Regions from separate parts of the Mus musculus genome. Here region 1 is linked to region 2. The links are chromatin contacts, called in public HiChIP or PLAC-seq maps. All regions are on one chromosome and are shown on one strand. Each heading gives the region's core, a stretch centred on a gene start, on an enhancer-like site or on the middle of the called end of the contact. The rest is flanking DNA. Distances are from core to core; before and after follow the strand shown.

Region 1 (6,560 bases), core at 3,743-6,242, 1.1 Mb after region 2:
AAACTAAAACCAGATAAGTTGTGTATAGCTTTTATACTTTAAAGTAGCTTCCTTTGTATGCCAACAGCAAATTGAATGCTCTCTTACTAAGACTTATGTAATAAGTGCATGTAGGAATTGCAGAAAATATTTTAAAAGTTTATTACTGAATTTAAAAATATTTTAGAAGTTTTGTAATGGTGGTGTTTTAATATTTTGCATAATTAAATATGTACATATTGATTAGAAGAAATATAACAATTTTTCCTCTAACCCAAAATGTTATTTGTAATCAAATGTGTAGTGATTACACTTGAATTGTGTATTTAGTGTGTATCTGATCCTCCAGTGTTACCCCGGAGATGGATTATGTCTCCATTGTATTTAAACCAAAATGAACTGATACTTGTTGGAATGTATGTGAACTAATTGCAATTCTATTAGAGCATATTACTGTAGTGCTGAGAGAGCAGGGGCATTGCCTGCAGAGAGGAGACCTTGGGATTGTTTTGCACAGGTGTGTCTGGTGAGGAGTTGTTCAGTGTGTGTCTTTTCCTTCCCCCTCTCCTCTCTCCCCTTATTGTAGTGCCTTATATGATAATGTAGTGGTTAATAGAGTTTACAGTGAGCTTGCCTTAGGATGACCAGCAAGCCCCAGTGACCCCAAGCTGTTCGCTGGGATTTAACAGAGCAGGTTGAGTAGCTGTGTTGTGTAAATGCGTTCGTGTTCTCAGTCTCCCTACCGACAGTGACAAGTCAAAGCCGCAGCTTTCCTCCTTAACTGCCACCTCTGTCCCGTTCCATTTTGGATCTTCAGCTCAGTTCTCACAGAAGCATTCCCTAACGTGGCTCTCTCACTGTGCCTTGCTACCTGGCTTCTGTGAGAGTTCAGGAAGCAGGCGAGAAGAGTGACGCCAGTGCTAAATATGCATATTTGAAGGTTTGTGCATCACTTAGGATGGGATTCCTTTTCTCTCCTCCATGTGATATGATAGTCCTTTCTGCATAGCTGTCGTTCCTGGTAAACTTTGCTTGGCTTTTTTTTTTTGTTTGTTTTTTGTTTTTTTTTTAAAGCATGTAACAGATGTGTTTATACCAAAGAGCCTGTTGTATTGCTTAATATGTCCCCATACTACGAGAAGGGTTTTGTAGAACTACTGGTGACAAGAAGCTCACAGAAAGGTTTCTTAATTAGTGACGAATATGAAAAAGAAAGCAAAACCTCTTGAATCTGAACAATTCCTGAGGTTTCTTTGGGACAACATGTTGTTCTTGGGGCCCTTCACACTGTAAAATTGTCCTAGTATTCAACCCCTCCATGGATTTGGGTCAAGTTGAAGGTACTAGGGGTGGGGACATTCTTGCCCGTGAGGGATTTGTGGGGAGAAGGTTAACCCTAAGCTACAGATGTGGTCCACCTGAATTAAATTATATCAGAGTGGTAATTCTAGGATTGGTTCTGTGTAGGTGGTGTCAGGGAGGTGCAGGATGGAGATGGGAGATTTCATGGAACCCGGTCAGGAAAGCTCTGAACCAGGTGGAACACCGAGGGGCTGTCAACGAACTTGGAGTTTCTTCATCATGGGGAGGAAGAGTTTCCAGGGCAGGGCAGGTAGTCAGTTTAGCCTGCCGGCAACGTGGTGTGTGTTGTCTTTTCTTTAATCATTATATTAAGCTGTGCGTTCAGCAGTCTGTTGGTTGAGATAACCACGCATCATTGTGTAGTTTGTCACTAGTGTTATACCGTTTATGTCATTCTGTGTGTGATCTTTGTGTTTCCTTTCCCCCAAGCATTCTGGGTTTTTCCTATTTAAATACAGTTCTAGTTTCTAGGCAAACATTTTTTTTTTTAACCTTTTCTCTATAAGGGACAAGATTTATTGTTTTTATAGGAATGAGATGCAGGGAAAAAACAAACCAACCCTGTCCCCACCTCCTCACCTCCCTAATCCAATAAGCAGTTATTGAAGATGGGAGTCTTAAATTTATGGGAAAAGAGGATGCCTAGGAGTTTGCATCGTTACCTGAGACATCTGGCTAGCAGTGTGACTTTACAGACTTTGAGGTTGTCACTCTGCAAACTGACATTTCAGATTTTCCTAGATAACCCATCTGTGTCTGCTGAATGTGTATGCGCCAGACATAGTTTTACATTCATTCTGGCCTGGGGCTTAACATTGACTGCTTGCCCTGATGGCATGGAGGAGAGCCCTACGAACATAGCGCTGACCTAGGTCAGCATTGCCTGACCTTGGAACAGCTTAAGGCTTTAAACCTTCTCTTAGAACGTGCATTTCCAGTTTCTCCCTTCCCAGGTGAGAGAGGAACTGGAAGGGTTGCATAGGCACACACCAGGACACTTAGTCACTCCAGAGTCCCCAGTTGCAACTAGGAGGTGGTTACCCTGTTAACCCCAGGAAGAAGAACCCCATTTCAAACAGTTCCGGCCATTGAGAGCCTGCTTTTGTGGTTGCTCATCCGTCATCATCCGCTAGAGGGGCTTAGCCAGGCCAGCACAGTACTGGCTGTCCTATTCTGCATTAGTATGCAGGAATTTACTAGTTGAGATGGTTTGTTTTAGGATAGGAGATGAAATTGCCTCTCGGTGACAGGAATGGCCAAGCCTGCTTTGTGTTTTTTTTTAACTGATGGATGGTGCAGCATGTCTCCACGTTTCCATGGTTGTTTGTTGCTAAACTTTATATAATGTGTGGTTTCAATTCAATTCAGCTTGAAAAATAATCTCACTATATGTAGCAGTACATTATATGTACATTATATGTAATGTTAGTATTTCTGCTTTGAATCCTTGATATTGCAATGGAATTCCTACTTTATTAAATGTATTTGATATGCTAGTTCCTGTGTGTGGTTAAACTTTTTTTCTTTCTCCCTTTTCTGGTTGTGTGCTTCCTTTACAACAAGCTTCTAGAAACAGGTAGTTCTGAGAATTACTGATCTATGTTTGTAATGCAGGTGTACTTAGGGAGTATGTAAAATCATTTTAACAAAAGAAATAGCTATTTAAAATTTAATACTAACTATGGGAAAAGGGTCCATTGTGTAAAACATAGTTTATCTTTGGATTCGTTGTTGTCTTTGGTTTTACAAAGTAGCTTGTATTTTCAGTATTTTCTACATAATATGGTAAAAAAGTAGAGCAGTTGCAATGCATCAATAAAATGGGTAAATTTTCTGACTGTGGCTGGTTTCAATTCTGTGTTAGGACATGGAGGGGACTGACATGTGGCCTCTTTGAAGTGCCTAAGCATTCTGTTTGAACATGAGTAGAAAGAACACTGCTACATTAGAACATCTTTGTACACATTTCCATACTGGAAATGAATATAATTTTGTAGGAAGTATTTCCCTGACTCTGACCCCTTGAAAAGGCAGATGGCTTTTGAGATAAACTAATTAACATCATTTCCTAGCACATGACACCAAACATTCAAATCAGCACAGTGAAAATGAAACTTAGGGAAAGATATTTTTGTCTGTCTCCTTAGGCCCTGTTAGAGCTGTCACCTCTTTAGGGACAGCTCTGCGGTAATGCACCTGCTGCTCTTATGGAGGGTCTGGGTTCCATTCCCAGCACCCAGTCAGACCCCTCACAAGTGATTTCTAACTCCAGCTGCAGGGTGCATACCCACACAGACACATAATGAACTCTTAAAAACAAGAAGAACCTCTGATCCAATTTCTCTTGATTCCAAAGTGAACAAAATTTTCTCCTGAAAAGAAACTGGAATTTGTCTAGATTAATCACTGCAGGCCCCTTTGTAAATGCTGCATATTTGACTTCTTCTGATGTATGTTCCTGCCTAGCTCCCCTGTAGCTTTAGCTGGATAGAAAGGAGGAACATGGGCTGGAGAGAAGGCTTAGTAGTTGAGTGTACTGTTCTTTCAGAGGAGAGGGGCTCAGTGCTCAGGAACAATAGGCAGCGCACAATCTCCTAAAATTCAGCTCTGGAAGATCTGACGTCCTCGTCTGGTCCCCACGGATACCTGTATCCCATGCAGATACCTGTATACAGACACATAAAAGCATATGTAACTGAAAAACCAAATTTTTTTTTACTTAATTTTAAAGAAATGAGAGATACTTACAAATGCCCTACTGAACCATAACCAAGAAAGGCGATCAATAGTCTGTTCTCTCCCAGTGATAGGAAGGTCAGAATATATTTGTTTTCCTTTAGACTATGTTGTACATATTTTTTTTTTCAGGTTTCTCCCCTAAATCCATGAATGTAAACTAGCATGTCCTTGCTGCACCCTCCTATTTGGGAAATACCTGGAAAGTCATGTCAAGGATATTTAAGTCAGCTAGCTTAAAACAAAAACAAAAAACCCCACCTCCCATTTCTCAACAACCTCCAGTTTTGTTTCTATTCCTTTCCTTGGGCTAAATCAGAGATTTGGTACTCCATAGGGAGCCCTGTGATTTGGCTTGCTTAGGTTGAGATTCTCCACACGGTGAAGTCCTCGCCTGATTTCTTTGCCATGGGAGATGGCCCCAGAATGCTCAGCACAAGGTGGCGCCAATGAGCTATAGAAAGTTGACTTCCCTTTGCCCCAACCCCCATCCCCTCAAACCTCATCTCCTGTGTTTCTGGCTTCACTGAACAAGGCAGAAAATCCATTCTGTTATTTCTGGAGAAGGGATAGGTTAATGAAGGGTGCTGGGTTCTTACCGAGTCAGCACTGGAAGCCCTCTCCTAAAACGAATGGAGTTTGCTGAGTTTTCCGGGGGTCTCGGCTTCCTGCAACTTGCTCATTTTTCAGAAGGCCTCTGCCTCCAGATTGCCATCTCTCCCCTTTCCGGAGGAGCTCACAAGTCTAAGTTGCTGGTAGTTAAGGCTTCTGGCGACTGTGCAAAGGGGCCATCTGTGTTTGATCAGGCCAGGCGGGAAGGAGGGGGTGGGGGTTGTAAAGAGACTGAAAGCATTCCAGAGTAGTGAGAGACACCAGAGATGGGAAGGAGGAGGCCCCGCCCCCGCCCCGCCCCCAGAGCTAACGGGCTGGAGGGAAAGAGGCCGAATGCACACACTCCTCTGGCCCCACTTAAGGCTGCCATGGGGCCCAGTGCTCCTCTGCTGCTCCTCTTCTTTTTGTCATGGACGGGACCCCTTCAGGGACAGCAGCACCACCTTGTGGAGTACATGGAACGCCGACTAGCTGCCTTAGAGGTGAGGGACTTGTTTCTCTTCTCACCCAGGATGAGTCCACATCTATAGGTGCAACTAGCTGTCAGGGCTCTGGGAGTGACAAGATCGGGTTGTGTAAGAAGTCCTTAATGACGAGTAGCCTCTTAACTACAGACTTTTATTTCCCCAACATAAGACAATTGCCCAGCAAATAAACGCAACACGGCTCCCTCAGATTAGATGGAATAAGGGGGCAGGGGAAATGAGAGTCAGAATCGGGCTGCATCTATGCTGCTATACTGTTCAAGTTTCCCAGGCAATCTGCCTGCAACTTCCTGTCCGTTTCTTCCCCGCACCCCACATCTACTCCCTTTTGGACAATTTGAAGTCTGTAGCATCCTAATTTCCTGGAGGCTCAGATCACTGAGAACGCAAGGTGAAGGACTCTTATTCAGGCAAATTAAGCCAGGTTCCTCGGATGGGATGGTACCACTGACTAGTCTCCTCTGCTGTGGGAGCATGGCTGAGCTGGTCCCTTTCCTGGCCCTGACTCCCTGGCTGGGCCTCTGCTTGTCTGGGAGCTATAAACCTGCAACCCACCCTTCCTGACTCCCCGATCCCTTCAGGAACGGCTGGCCCAATGCCAGGATCAGAGTAGTCGGCATGCTGCCGAGCTTCGGGACTTCAAAAACAAGATGTTGCCTCTCCTGGAGGTGGCAGAGAAGGAGCGGGAGACCCTCAGAACTGAAGCAGACTCCATCTCAGGAAGAGTGGACCGTCTTGAAAGGGAGGTAGACTATCTGGAGACACAGAACCCAGCTTTGCCCTGTGTAGAGCTGGATGAGAAGGTGACTGGAGGTCCTGGAGCCAAAGGCAAGGGCCGAAGAAATGAGAAATACGATATGGTGACGGGTAAGTGATCTCACAGAGGTCCAGACAGTTTCAGAACTCCCCTTTCCTGCTTTTCTTCTTGTCCCAAGCCACCATAGCTCTATCTTTCAGAATGACACATTCATTGAGAGTTTCTAGAGGCCTGTCCTTTATCGGTACTCCATCTCTCAACCCTCCGTGAGTGGACACATGCACGGAAAAGTGTGTCTCTGTTCCCCAGGTGGCCCACTCTGGGGGAAGTTCCTGTTATACACATCTAACTCTTGGCCTCTGTTTCCTTCTCCTGTGCTTTCTCCTCTTCCCCACCAGACTGTAGCTACACAGTCGCTCAGGTGAGGTCAATGAAGATCCTGAAGCGGTTTGGTGGTTCAGTTGGCCTATGGACCAAGGATCCGCTGGGGCCAGCAGAGAAGATCTACGTGTTAGACGGCACCCAGAACGACACGGCTTTTGTCTTCCCAAGGCTGCGTGACTTCACCCTTGCCATGGCTGCCCGGAAAGCTTCCCGAATTCGGGTGCCCTTCCCCTGGGTAGGCACGG
Region 2 (6,459 bases), core at 3,475-5,974:
AGACCCAGGTTGCCATTGCAGAATTCTGTCTGATCCCTCCCCCGCCCAGCCTCACCCCTACGGCACCCATTCCCCCCCTGAACAAGTACCTACTGCCCAACTGACTTCATACTCCGTCTTCTCTAGTCTGGTGGCGCTCAGCCTTCTAGTGCTGCAACCCTCTAATACAGTTCCTCATGTTGTGGGGACACCCCCCCACTATAAAATTATTTTTGTTGCTACCTCATAACTGTAGTTTTGCTACTGTTATGAATCGTGATGTAAATACCTAATATGCAGGATATCTAACATGCAGCCCCAAAGGGGTCATGACCCACAGGCTGAGACTGTTCTCGTCTATACTACATAGCTACCAGAGTACTTTTACTAACAGAGACTGAACCCCCACCTAAAGCCTTAATTAGCCTCCCAAGATAGCCTACCTTCCCCTAAGTAAAACAGTCCACTGGCTAGAGTTATTTAGCAAGTCCTCGAGTACTCACCCCTCTGAGCCTTCTCCCAGCAGTGTATAATGCCCTCCCTCCCCAGGGAACTCTTAACACACAGCCCCCACACCCTCGGGCAAGTCGCTTCTCTGATACTTCAGTTACTTGGGGGCCCTTCTAGTTCTTCCCAGCATTCGGACAGGACAGCAGATGAACGTCACAGTCCCGCTACCACTGGCTATCAGCTGTTTGCATCTCGGCTGGGAAACTTGCCTCACCACCAGCAGCGCAGCCCCACCCACCTGTTTCATCTTGGCCAGCTCTCTCCTGGTATGCTCATCTTGCCTCAGGTCCTTTTTATTCCCCACTAGGATGATGGGCACGTTGGGACAAAAGTGCTTCACCTCTGGGGTCCACTTCTCAGGAATGTTTTCTGCAGAGATATCACCAAAACGTGGATGTACCCACTTCTACTTAGCAACAGAAGCCAGGTCTTCTATAGCAGCCCTGGAGTCTACTGAACAGGCAGTACCTTGCACAGCTCAAAGCCCTTTGCAGTGAACACTCCTCACCCCAAGGGCTACTGTCTCTATAGCAAAGGAGACTTGCAGGACCTACATGCTCCCAAGATTCTTCCAAAGCCTTACCCAAACTGTCAGGGCTGTCAATGGAGAAACACATGAGGATGACGTCAGTGTCCGGGTAGGAGAGAGGCCGCAGGCGATCGTAGTCTTCTTGCCCAGCTGTGTCCCACAGAGCCAGCTCCACCTGACACACAAGGCTATTGAGCAGTTGGCCTGAGGGCCCCAACCCTACCACCCTGAGGCCCTCTGAAATCACTCATCCTATAAGCTAGCTGAACAACATCTTAACTGCTCGCTATGTGCTGGGTTGTATTGATCAGTCACAAAACCAATGATCCACTTCTCTTAAGATCTAAGATGGGTTTGATCTTGGTGTAGTATGAGCTGCCACTGTCAGCAGCATTTAGTTCTTAGGACAACCCTTTGGGAGAAGTCTCACTCTCATTCACATTTTGCAGTAGGGAGAAGTTAAGCCCACAGGCAAAAGGGACTTGGCTCAGATTCCAGAGCCAGTATGTGGTCCAACCAGATAGTGCATCCAGGTTTTCTACAGTTCCAGTTTCACTTCCTAACTTCTGCTGGTTCCAGCAGGGAAATAAAGAAGGAGGTGGGTGGTAAGGAAGGACATCCATGGGCCCCGTGTGACTGGGGGAACAGGCTTCCCAGCCAGGAAAACAAGAAATACATGGCTTTCACCTGCTTGCCATCCACTTCGATGTCGGCTATATAGTTCTCAAAGACGGTAGGCACGTAGACCTCTGGAAACTGATCTTTGCTGAAGACAATGAGGAGGCAGGTCTTCCCACAGGCACCGTCACCCACAATCACCAGCTTCTTTCGGATCGCAGCCATGGCTGAAACTGGCAGGCAGGTGGCAGTGGGGATTTGAGGAGGGGAAAGCCAGTAAATTCAATAACACTTATCTAGCCACCCACCCCCTCAAGCCTGCCTAGAAACCACAGCATCCAGCAAAGGAAGAGAAGAGGGTTCGCCAAGGCCTGTTCTTGCCAAGAACCAATCCTGCAGGCAGAAGACCTTACAACTTCATCTCTCCAGCTGCCTGTTAGGTGGATGGTGGCCTTCCCATTTGAAAACAAAACAAAAAACTCTTTATTGGCCGAGGCACATACACATGTGGTGGTAAAAGACAAGTCAGTCTACCTTTGCATGGGGTCCTGGAATCAAACTCAGGTGACTATGCTTGCTTTGCAAGCACCACGCCCACTGAGCATCTCCCGGGTCCCTCTCGCTGACTCCGGGCCTTCCTGACATAAGCAGGAAACTGAGGCTCAGTGTGGTTTAGACAAAAGTACAGGGACAGCTCTCAAAACAGGACTTTGTGATGCAGTCTGTCTTGCCTACATGGCACTTCACAGGTGAGAGCAGAAGTGGGAGAAGCTAAGCCAGAGGCCAGTGGAAGCAGGCTGGCTTCCCTGACCCACCCCCTTCCCTTCCCCAAAGTCTCAAGTCACACAAAGAAGGCTCAGTCCTGGCAGCTCACGGTCAGGCAGCCTGTTCCGCTGCCTCCCCACCACCACCACCACCCATCCCCTTTTCTGGGCCTGGCAGCAACACTGGGTCACTCAGCCCCTGACAGGGGACAATGACCACACTGTGGGGAGCCACACATCTATCACAGCATTGCTGTGACGGAGCTAAACCCACTCGGGAATCACCTCCACCCACTCTCTGGAACAGCCCCTTCCTCCTTGTGACCAGCTGACCCTTAGGCCCAGCAGACACCTCCCTGTGACTCAAGATAAGGAAGGAGTCAGCTTCTCAGAGTTTATATGTGTCCTACACCCCAGCACACGTGAACGAGCAGTTCAGACCACAGGGAGCTGACCGGGTCAGTGAGGTCTCCAGACCTACACAGCCTGGCAAGGATCATGCCAGACAGAGTAGAGATGAAGCGAAGGCTGTGGGGGAGGGAACCAGAGCCTGGGCTGGGAGGAGCCTCCAAAGAAAGGACTAGTGAGGATCAGTCTAAGCTTTTGACCAGGCAGGGAGCAGTTAAGAAGGGCACAGTAACCTGAGCTCAGCCCCAAACTTGGCTTTGCCTTTCAGTCCCACATCCTGTCTGGCTCTGCTCAACTCTTAGCTCCCTACAAACCACCTCAAACCCTGGCCTGTGCCTGCCTTTTAGGAAGCAGAGTACTCCAGCCCCAGGCTGATTCTTTTCAGCATCAGGCGCCTGGGTGGTTCCTCCCTCCCCTACACCTACACACACACACACACACACACACACACACAAAACTGGGATGTGAGGAAAGAGGACATGAGTCACAGAGAATTTATAGGAGTTGCGTATGCACAGCCACACTTACCACCCCCCATCTCAAGGGGCTTTCCCTGGTACCCCCGAAAGACTGGGAAGAAGGCATTCGCTATGCTGCATATCTCCTTCAAAAATGAGGTCTGAGAGGTATATCCAGGTAACCCACAGGATTTCCTCCAACTTCCCCACCTACTCCCATTAATTCAACCAGTCTAGCTGTACACAGGCTGGCGGGGACAGCCCCAAGCCAGGGTGGGCAGTGTGGATGGAGCGTGATCCCTAGGACACTTAAACACTAGTCACATCCCCATGCGTGAGCCCCGGCTGTCCCACAGCAGCAAGGCGGCTGAGCATCTGATGGTGGGAGGCAGAGGCCGGAACTTCGTGGCTGTGTTAGAGCCTCCAGCTCCGAAGACTTTGCATCTAGGCTCTGCTTAGGCCAGAATAATTGGGGACTCAGGCCAAGCCGGGACATTAGGCCGAAGGCCAACATGGCATGGATGGCCTGGCTAACACTCCCTGTGAAAGGCGGCTCCAGCGGAACTGCCCCACTAACCCTAAGAGAGACAACGAAAACTTCACCCAGGGCCGGGAGAGGGGTCTGGAACTTCTGGGACCTTCCCTAGGACAAGCCACTAGCCTTCCTTATTCTCTTGATTTCCCAGGTGATCCAACAGGCCTTTGTACTCTGCTCCCCCCGAGATCTAGGCGAGGAATCACTCTTCGGGCAACACCTTTTCCTTAACTTTAAAGCCAGAAGTCAAGGAAGAGCTGGACTCCAGCTTTCAGCCCAATTCCCTAACACTCCCTAACTTCCCAAGAGGGTACGAGGAAGAGTTGGGGATTGGGGTGTTTTGTTCTTCCCCACCCCCCTTCACTCTCAGACACATATACACAACACAGGAGCGGGATCTTTCCTAGTCTTCTCAACCTCTCAGCTCAGATCAGCTCCAAAACCCGTCTAGGGCGGCGTCCAGACCCGCCAAGCAGTAGCAGCCTCCAGTGGTCACATCCCATCCCTATTCCCGCCATTCCCCATCCCAGGCCAGAACTCCCACCCCTAGCCAGCCTGAGGCCCTGTTTCTTACTCCCTGCCCGGAACTGGAGCGTCTGGGTTGAGTCGCTCACGGAGATCTAAGTGTGTCCCTGGCCCAGCTAGGGAGGTCCAGAAAGGAAAGACTCAGAAAGGGAAGGACTCTGGGCTCTGGTTCGAGAGCTTGGAAGGCTAGAGCGCCTGGCCCACAGCTTGGGGCGCTCTCTCTTGCCTGGCCCGGAACACCCCCCGCCCCCCAAGCCGCTCCCGGAGCGATCCGGGAATCGGGAAAGTGCTCTCCTCCGAGGTCAGTTCCCACGACGCCTCGCCACCCACCAGCTGGGGCCCCGGTACCTTGGGCTCCACCGCCTCCAGCTGCGCGGCCAGTGCCGGAGGCTGAGACTGACCCGGGCCCCGCCCCACTCTCCAGCACCGCTCTGGGGCGGGTCCATCAAGGGAAGGGGGGGGGGGTCGACGGGGGCGGCCCTTAGCTTGGCCCGCCTCCGCTCCCGGCCCCGGGCGGCCGCAGGTCACCCCGGCTGAGGACCCGGCAAGGGGCGTAGGGCTGGCTGGAGCTGGAGGAACTGTGCCCGGAGATGTCTGGATTGCTGGGTGGTGAGCGGGCGGGTGGGACCCCGGATAACTCGGCCTCTGCCCCACTTCCAACCCGTGGGGGGCGGACCAGCTTCGGGAAAGTTGAGCGGCTTCCAGGGTGGGGTCAGCGAGGGCCACTGCTGCCCTCGCGTGGCCATCCAGACCTCGAAGCTCCAGTATTTCCTACACCCTACCCGTGACCGAGGGGATGGGTTATACAGAAGCTGCCCACTCTCTTATCCAGGAATCACTGCAGTAAGTGCAACGTGACGCTATCCAGAGCCCTGGAGACCTTTTGTGATCTGCAGTCCCCAGCCACCATCGCCTTAAAAGTCCCTTCCTTCCTTCGCTGGGAATTTCCCGACGTCCTGTTAAGAGCACACTCCTGGAAGTGCTGCCGTGTCCTCAGCTGGAAACTGACCTCACACTCCTATTGTATTGTTGTGCTGTTGATCCCAATCTGAGGTGTTACTTACCTGATCCTGTATCTCCTTCCTTATAAAGAGCCAAAGAAATGGGTGTATAAGGAAATCTACCAATGCTTTATTTACTAGTGCTGGATACTTTAAACACACAGGTCTCTAACTCTGGAATAAGTTCACCCATACCCGTTCCCTTTTGCCTGTAAAGAAAATGAAGCCCAGAGAAGTGGTTTCTCACTATTTGTGACAGCAGGAATTTCCAGTGAGGTGAGCCACGATGACACACAAGAAGCAAAGGCAGATGGATCTCTATGAGTTAATTCCAGGCCATCCTGGGCTACAAAAACTAAATCAGTCAAATTTACAAGCAGGCCTGTGAGGCACCCAGGCAGGTGCTGGCTGCCTGCTGCCTGCCATGCTCCCCCTCCTACCTGCCCTCTGTACCATTCAACCAAACTCTGCTCGTCATAGGTTTCAACAAGTATTTCCCAGAATAAATGTATGTCATATGGAGTCTACTGCAGGTGCAGCTGGCCGGGTGGTTCATGCCTGTCATCTCAGCACTCCCGAGGGGGCAGAGTTACCACAAATTCCAGGCCAACATAGGCTGTGGAGTGAAGCTGTCTCAAATCCAGGCAGACAACATACGTAGACACTCACTCAGGATTGGAAGCATGGACCATACATTTGATAAATCATATAACTGAGGTGAAGGGTGTTTTGTCCACCAGGCCTCTGAATTCATTCAGTAAACATTGGTTGAATGTGAACTGAAAACTATGTACTAACCATGAAACTCTGCCTTCAGATAACGTATAGTCTAGCCCAGCAGTGGTGGTGCATGCCTTTAATCCCAGCTCTTGAGAGACCAAAGCAGGAGGATCTCTATGAGTTTGAGGCCACCCTAGTGTCCCAAAACTACTTAGCTAATTCTAGGACAGCCAAGGCTACACAAAGAAACCCTATCTTGAACAAAACATAGATAAAAATAAGCAAACAAACTTACAGTCTAAATGAAGAACAGACAGTCGAACATAGCTAACAGTTCTTGAAGCTTTATTATGTGAACCTTGTCCTTCCCCACCCATACCATGTTTAGTTCTTACGAGGCATTATTGTTATC

What was found. HiChIP or PLAC-seq counts read pairs in DNA pulled down with a chosen protein or histone mark.
Region 1: an H3K27ac HiChIP or PLAC-seq map of thymic regulatory T cells shows a contact between it and region 2, with 8 times the contacts expected there. The contact joins the promoter of Olfml3 here to the promoter of Rhoc in region 2. A contact is called at or near these places in 3 of 39 promoter capture datasets (liver and pre-B cells), 2 of 115 datasets of contacts at active chromatin or transcription factors (microglia and thymic regulatory T cells) and 1 of 9 other capture datasets (adipose tissue).

The regions. Positions count from the first base shown.
Region 1 is chr3:103,736,433-103,742,992 of GRCm38.p6, reverse strand. Olfml3 (olfactomedin-like 3) reads left to right here and starts at 4,992. Exons shown (of 3, transcript NM_133859.2): 1 at 4,992-5,171; 2 at 5,756-6,041; 3 at 6,330-6,560. The coding sequence starts at 5,058. Hipk1 (homeodomain interacting protein kinase 1) reads left to right here. Exons shown (of 16, transcript NM_010432.2): 16 at 1-3,178.
Region 2 is chr3:104,787,299-104,793,757 of GRCm38.p6, reverse strand. Rhoc (ras homolog family member C) reads right to left here and starts at 4,724. Exons shown (of 5, transcript NM_007484.2): 1 at 4,675-4,724; 2 at 1,706-1,869; 3 at 1,073-1,193; 4 at 728-858. The coding sequence starts at 1,861.